2 separate regions of the Mus musculus genome follow, and region 1 is linked to region 2. A link is a contact called in public HiChIP or PLAC-seq data. All regions are on one chromosome and are shown on one strand. Each heading gives the region's core, a stretch centred on a gene start, on an enhancer-like site or on the middle of the called end of the contact. The rest is flanking DNA. Distances are from core to core; before and after follow the strand shown.

Evidence for each region. HiChIP or PLAC-seq counts read pairs in DNA pulled down with a chosen protein or histone mark.
Region 1: a contact with region 2 is called in an H3K4me3 HiChIP or PLAC-seq map of embryonic stem cells, with 6 times the contacts expected there. The contact joins the promoter of Ccnf here to the promoter of Zscan10 in region 2. A contact is called at or near these places in 2 of 115 datasets of contacts at active chromatin or transcription factors (embryonic stem cells and pancreatic cancer cells).

Annotation. Positions count from the first base shown.
Region 1 is chr17:24,249,248-24,252,755 of GRCm38.p6, reverse strand. Ccnf (cyclin F) reads left to right here and starts at 1,347. Exons shown (of 17, transcript NM_007634.4): 1 at 1,347-1,461; 2 at 3,351-3,505. The coding sequence starts at 1,446.
Region 2 is chr17:23,598,954-23,602,523 of GRCm38.p6, reverse strand. Zscan10 (zinc finger and SCAN domain containing 10) reads right to left here and starts at 1,698. Exons shown (of 7, transcript NM_001289481.1): 1 at 1,565-1,698. It also overlaps a transcript of Zfp13 not described here.

The DNA of each region.
Region 1 (3,508 bases), core at 98-2,597, 650 kb before region 2:
AGACCAGTCTGATATGGGCAATCACATAACTGAGTCTCCCTCAGATGACTCTAAGCAGTGTCAGGTTGTTAGCTGAAGGGCATTGGGAGACCCTTTATCAAAACCAACAAAACCCGCCTCCAATAAATAATAGAAACTGAAATTGAGTAGGATACAAAACAAGGTAGAGCAAAAAAAAAAAAAAAGACAACTGATCAACTGATGACTTTGTAACTCTGATTAACCAGGGGACCAGATAGATTGTTATGTATTCTGAAATGTGATGGACAGCGGGTTTGCTCATTGTTAGATTTAGTTTTTTTAATACCTTCCAGAGGCTACCAAAAGCAAATTCTGAAAACAGCACTTCTGTCCCAAGTAACAAAGTACAAAAGGAGGAAGATAAAAAAGTAACAAAGTAGCTGGGTGGTGGTGCCACATGCCTTTAATCACAGCACTCGGGAGGCAGAGGCAGGCGGATTTCTGAGTTCAAGGCCAGCCTGGTCTACAGAGTGAGTTGCAGGTCAGCCAGGGCTACACAGAGAAACCCTGTCTCGAAGAAAAGAAAAAGTAACAAATTGGAAAACAGTATAGTCTTCCGGAAAAGAGACAGTGTGAGGGTTCCCCATGGAGATCAGCAGCAATGGGGAGCAAATCCCAAGTCTTGCTCTAGGGTTCTCTAATATTCTGTGCTGTGAACAGCCATTCCCTATTAACTGTCTCAGACCCACTAGAGGTCTTGCTATCCAGCTTCCAGCACAGGTCAGATACAGTGAGCATGCTGGCTTCGGGGAGGGGATGAAGGCTGACCCAAGCTGTGGGGATAAGCCTGGGCCTATTCCTCGCTCTCCACCCTCAAGAGACCACTTGTCTTTTCTCGACAGATCATCTCATGAGAATACGGAACATGTACTCGAGTGAACACATCGCTCAGCAGACTGTGACTGTGGCTGTGGCTGCCCGGCATCGGAGCCCAGCTTCTGCAATTTCCACATCAGTGTTGGAGTTGGCGCCTCCAAATGCAGTCTCCTCGGCCGGAAGCTCGCGTGGGAGGGACAGGTAGTAAGCCACGACCAACTCCGGACGGTAGGACAAGTCTTGGAGGGAGAAGACCAGCCCTCTCTGCCTCCGGGCGGGCTTTTTAGGATAGCCCGCCGGCGCCAGCTGAACTCCTCCGTCCCCCGCCCAGCGGAGAAGGCGGGTCAACCACGAGCGATAAGCCAATAGACAGCCAGCGTTTGAATTCGCGTCCTGGTGTAGCCAATCACAAATGCCCAGAGCCTGCGGGGCAGGAGAGGCTAGTGATCTGGGGGGCGTAACTCTGTGGTCCTACCAGTAGGAGCTCCCGGCGCGTTTGAAAACGGGGCGGGGGTGGGGCCCGCGCCTGCGTGAGGCGCTCCGTGCACTTGCCCCAGGCGCGGGCGCGCTTGAGAGCGGTCTAAAGCGGCAGTGGAGGGAGCTCGGCGATGGGGAGCGGCGGTGGTGAGTGCTGGCGGGAGCCGGGTAGGCGATAGGTCATACGGAACGGAGGCCGGAGGAGCATGGACTCGGGCCCCTGTGACCCGGGAGTGCGCGTCGCATCCCCCAAAGCACGGGGTAGGCACGTATCCCCGACTGCGAGCCCGCCCGCGCGGTTTAAATGCCCGCCCGGCGCCTATGCCTCTCCTGTTACCCCAGGGCTATTTAGGTTCTCTACTTAGCAAACTACGATTTTACTTATCTGTGAAGTCGTGGGCAATCCACACGATATAGAGCGATCTCAGGCCCTGTCCGGACTCTTGTGGGCGGCTTGATCACCTGAGGGTTGGCTGAGGCCACAGGATCTGCCCCGTGAAAACGTCTCACGACCTGGGGGTGCGATTTCACTTGTTAGAGTGGTTAAACACTTCCAGACATGCTCTAGAGCACACGAGTCAAGAAACTGTTATGATAATATTCTTAGAATGTTTGGGAATTATAGCTCTCTGGGTATACATTTGGCCTTTGCTGTAAATTTGGTTTCCAATAAGACTCAGGTGAAGAGTTTGGGAGTGGACAGTCTCTTAGAGACCTCCTGATGGAAAGCCCGAGGTCAGCCACTTTTGCCTCAGTGTGAGGAGGAAAAATAGGTAGAAAGATAGGCGCATTTATAAGTAGGAAGGCAGGACCTTGGGGGGGGGGGGTAATGTGGGGGCCCTTTGTGAAATAGGGAAAAAAGCCATAGGCGTTGAATGAAGAATGAATTGCTGAAGTAAATATTGGAACAACCCACTGTGGAGGAGAAGAGCTCATCTGAAGAGCATGTCTGGGTCCAGTTGCTGTGTGCCTGAGTTCTCAACATGTGGGCGCGACTCCATTGGGGGGGTCACACGACCTTTTCACAGGAGTTGCAGATCAGACATCCTGCATATCAGATATTTACATTAAGATTCATAACCGTAGCAAAATTACAGTTATGAAGTAGCAATGAAGGTATTTTATGGTTGGGGGTCACTGCAGCATGAGGAACTGAGTGTATTAAAGGGTCCACGGTGCTAGGAAGGGGTGATTTTGCACTGTAAGCTGAGTGTGGAAGACCCCTCTGTTTGGGGACTGGGGAGCTCTCACCATCTGCCAAGCTGAGAGCTGCTCTGGGATGGATCTGGCCTCCATGTTCTACAGAACGGCCTGCTAATTTGAGTTCCCAGTCTATGCTATGCAAGTCCCTTGGTCAACCATATGCTGATAGTCACATGTTCAAATATAAACAATGTAAGCTGGCCATAGTGACTAATACTTAGAATGCAGTACTTGGCAGGTAGAGGTAGGGGAATCAGGAGTTCAAGGGTAACCTCAGCTAATGTTAGTGAATTTGAGGCCAGCCTGGGCTATAGCAAAAGTCCAAGGGATCTTACTGACTGGTTGTGAGCTAGCCTTCACTGCTGAGCAGTTTCTTGGCCCCAAAAGTACCTTCTTGAGTACAGTTCAAGGAAAACTGAATGTTCATCAGTGTCGACTGCTTTCTCCAGCTCTGGTTGTCATGTAGATCTTGGATTAGAAAATTTCCAACATTCAAGTTACATGTTACCTGATATTCTCCCTGAATATTTATTGGCTATAAAAGGAATGGTGGTATCTTTTTTGTTGTTTTGTTTTTTGAGACAGGGTTTTCCTGTATAGCCCTGGCTGTCCTGGAACTCACTCTGTAGACCAGGCTGGCCTCGAACTCAGAAATTCACCTGCCTCTGCCTCCCGAGTGCTGGGGAATGGTGGTATCTTAAGTAATTCATATGGTACACTTTATTTAATTTTAAAACTAGTCTCTTGTGTGAATAGAGGACAGTAACGATTAAATCATCTTTAGATGCAACTTTTTATCTCACCAAGGCTTGTGAATTTTTTTTCCCTTTAAGTGATCCATTGTAGGTGTGCCAAGTGTTTCTGTTATCCTACTAAACGAAGAATCAAAAGAAGACCCAGAAACTTAACCATCTTGAGTCTCCCAGAAGATGTACTCTTTCATATCCTGAAATGGCTTTCTGTTGGGGACATCCTTGCTGTCCGAGCTGTA
Region 2 (3,570 bases), core at 449-2,948:
GATGAGACTTGAGATGTAGTTCTCTTAGTAGAGTGCTAGCCCTACCAAACATGTGGGAAGCCGTGGGTCCAATCCCCAGTATACAAATGTCCTCTAAATCCTAGAACTTGGGAGGTAGAGACAGGAAGATCAATTGAGTTCAAGGTCATCCTCAGCTCAGTTGGTGATTCAAGGATACACGACTCTGTCTCAGAAAACAACAAACATATTAGAAACAAAAAGGAAAAGGAGAGAGAGGTTATGGAGCCAGCCACAGGTGAGGCAGGACTGAAAGTTTCAGGCTCGCCTGGACTTAAGTGAAGTACAAAGCTGGCTTGGGCAACTTAGTGAGATTCTTTCTCAAAAATAAAAACACAAAGAGGGGTTGGAGTAGTATCTTCAGGGCCTGTGCCCAGCCAGCACATCGAGCCCTAATTTCTGGCTCACACACACAGGAAACAGCATTGCATTTCGCTGTCTGAAGAAGCATATGAAATATGATATGGAGGCGCTCCAGGCTCAGAGCGTGGCTGCTTTTCCGGAGCTCATGAGACTTCAAGTCCCAGAACTCACATGGCAACTCCCAACTGTTGGTGGGACCCAGTTCCCTCTTATAGTGCGCAGATGCACATTCATACAAACCCTCTGTATATAAAATAAATAAACCTTAAAAAAATAAAAACAATTAGAGAGTGAAGTCACTCTGGCCACTCTGCAGCAGATGCTCGTGAGTTCCAAGCGTTTAGCAGCCCAGTCAGTTGCCTGCTGCTCACTTCATCCCGCCCGGACTCACTTGCTAGATCAACCTATTAATCCTACAGGTTCAGAGAGTCCAAGGTGATTTACTCACAGCTTCACCCGGTGCTGCAATACTGCTTGCTAAAGTGGAAATGGGGTTCCGAACCCACTATTTGCGTCCTACCCCATGAAATTTTGCCAGTATTAGCTTGGAGTATGACAGCATAGATAAGAAAGAGAGAATTCTAGATTCTGGTCAAAGGCCCGCCTAACCACACAGCAGCTGGAATTTCTAGGTGAGGACTTGCCAGAGGTTTCCAAGAGATGGAATTCAGGCAAGTAGGCCTTAGAAAGCCTGTCCCTCCCCCAGGTCTCCAGGACAAAAGGCCTATTAATATGCACCTCTGTAGGGGGTTGGCTGGGTGTGGGGCGAGAAAGCTCTTTAGTGAAATCTGGCCGGTCTAAATTTGTATGTAGGTACTGCTATAAAATCCACCTACACACTAGGGAGCTAGAGTGGTCCTCTGCAAGAAATAACCCCCTTTCTCTGCTAGCAGTCTAACTTGCTCAACTCTGTTAACTTGTTTTTTTTTTTTTTTTTTTTTTTTTTTTTAAGGCAGAGATCCCCTTCTGGTGCTAGGAACGCATGGCATCGTCACTTCTGGGACCCTCCCTCATGTCTCCAAGGCCACAAATGCATCATGCTGTGTGGCCTTGGAGTCTCCAGCACGAGTTACCCGCTCATTATAACCAAGACTTTTCTAGCTCTCAGCCTACCAGTAGGTCCCCCGAAACACCCTTCACTCTCCACAGTGCTGTAAGCCTACACCCCAGCCCTCCAACTCACCACTCCAGGTACCGACGCCTGAGGCCGAGATGTTTGGGGATCCTTGGGAGAATTCAGGGTAAGAGGCAGCGTAGCCTAGTTTGGGAAAGGAATCCCGGGAAATGGAACAGGAAGTTCCCTGCCTGACCCATCCCTTTCAGGTAAGGGGATAAAGGGGCTTCCAGGAATTAACCCTTCACCTCCCAGTCTGGGTGGGGTAAGGAAGAGGGAGGAGCCAGAAACAAACCAAGGGAAAAGTGATGACTCCAGATTCTAACTTTGCCAAGCTTCTGTAAGAGTTAAGTTACTCTAAGCCAGAGCTTCTCCATCTACGCGGAGACAGACTGATGCCCTTTTGGGGCCAAGAGCTTCTGTTTTACGTGCTTGCTGTGTGTAGGCCTCTTTGCTTGGCTTTTCATTCATACAACAAATATTTATCTACATGTTTATTAAACAGCAGGCTCTAAGGACATGGAGCTAAACTGAGGAATGAGGCCCTGCCCCAGGTGGATTTGGGGTGTGGGGGTTGCATTCCAAGGAACAGATGAGACTGCAGTTGTAAGAAAATAAAATAGGTCAATTAGAGTGGAAAACACCTTTAATTCCAGCACTCAGGAGGCAGAGGCAGGTGGATCTCTTATTAGTTCAAGACCAGCCTGGTCTACATATTGAGTTACAGGTTATAGTTACGTGGTGAGACCTTGTCTCAAAGTAGAAAAGGAGGGGGACAGAAGGCAGGTGTGATGGTTTACACCTGCAGTGCTATCTTTTCCAGGTTCAGCTAAGGCTGGAAGAGTGCCCTGAATTCCAGATGGGCTTGGTGTAACAGAGTGAACTTGTCTCAAAAACTCAAAACCAAAGGGATACATCTCAGTTGGTAGAATGCTTTCCTGCCAAGCAGGAAGCACACATCATAAAATTGGGCATGATCGTGCACACTTGTAATCTCTGCATCTGGGAAATGGAGGCAGGCCTCTTTCAGCTAATATGAAGTCTGAAGTCACTGGGCTACATGAAATCCCGCCTCAAAACAAACAAACAAAAACCTGGGCCACTGACTTCCACAAGTAGTCCTCTGACTTCCACATGTGCCCCCACCCAACCTATAAATAAGTAAATAAATAAATGTAGTGAGAAAAAAATTAAAACATACACCGACAAGAAGATGTGATAAAGATGAGTGTTCCTCAGTCCATATAGCTTTTAAAAGTCTCCCCCACCAGAATCCTGCTAGTGGCTTTGTCCTACTAACAGCGCCCTCCGCCTCGCCCCGCCTCTCAGGAGAAGTTACCTCCACAAACCCTTTGGAGCCCACTTTAAAGTCAAACTCTCCCCTTTGCATTGATGGGCTTTCTTAGTTACATGCTCCCAAATACAGAGGAGGATTCCTTCCGGGAATCAGTGGTGCTATCTGGAGTGTCCACCCCGTTCTAGAGTGCACTACATCACTCGCGGGGTCAAGGAAACTCGGCGCTGGTCGCCCCCAAAGCCCTGATGTCTCAGACTGTCGTGACTAGGCCCAGCCTTGCTCTGGCTGCTCCTAAGTTTCCCTGCTAGGGTCAGCATCCAGCTTATTTTTAACTGTGTGGGGTGGATCTCACTGGACCACCCAGTAGGCACCAGTTTTCTTACTGCGCTCTATGTCCTCAGCACAGAGCCCAACGCCTAGCACGCAGGACACAGGAAAAGGCTGAGCGACAGCTTGACTTAGGCACCGCCCTCAAGAGATTTCCAGTTTTTCAATGGCAGAGCACCTCAACTTCCTGCTGCGGACTCCTCCCACAATCCTGCAACTTTGATTCCTCTCTAGAAGCCCCAACCCAAGAGAGGTGGGCCGGATGGTGGGAGCGGGGCATTCTGGAATAGGCGTGGCCTTCTCTGGAGGCGCGGCGAGCAGGGTGAAGGAGTGGAGAGCTTTCTCTAACAGCAGCTGGGCACAGTGGGTAGAGTCCTTCCTGTCTGTGGTTGCGGTGGTTTGGGGGGCGGGGAGGAGGGGGCGCAACAAAGGTTCTGAGAGTAGGGAGGAA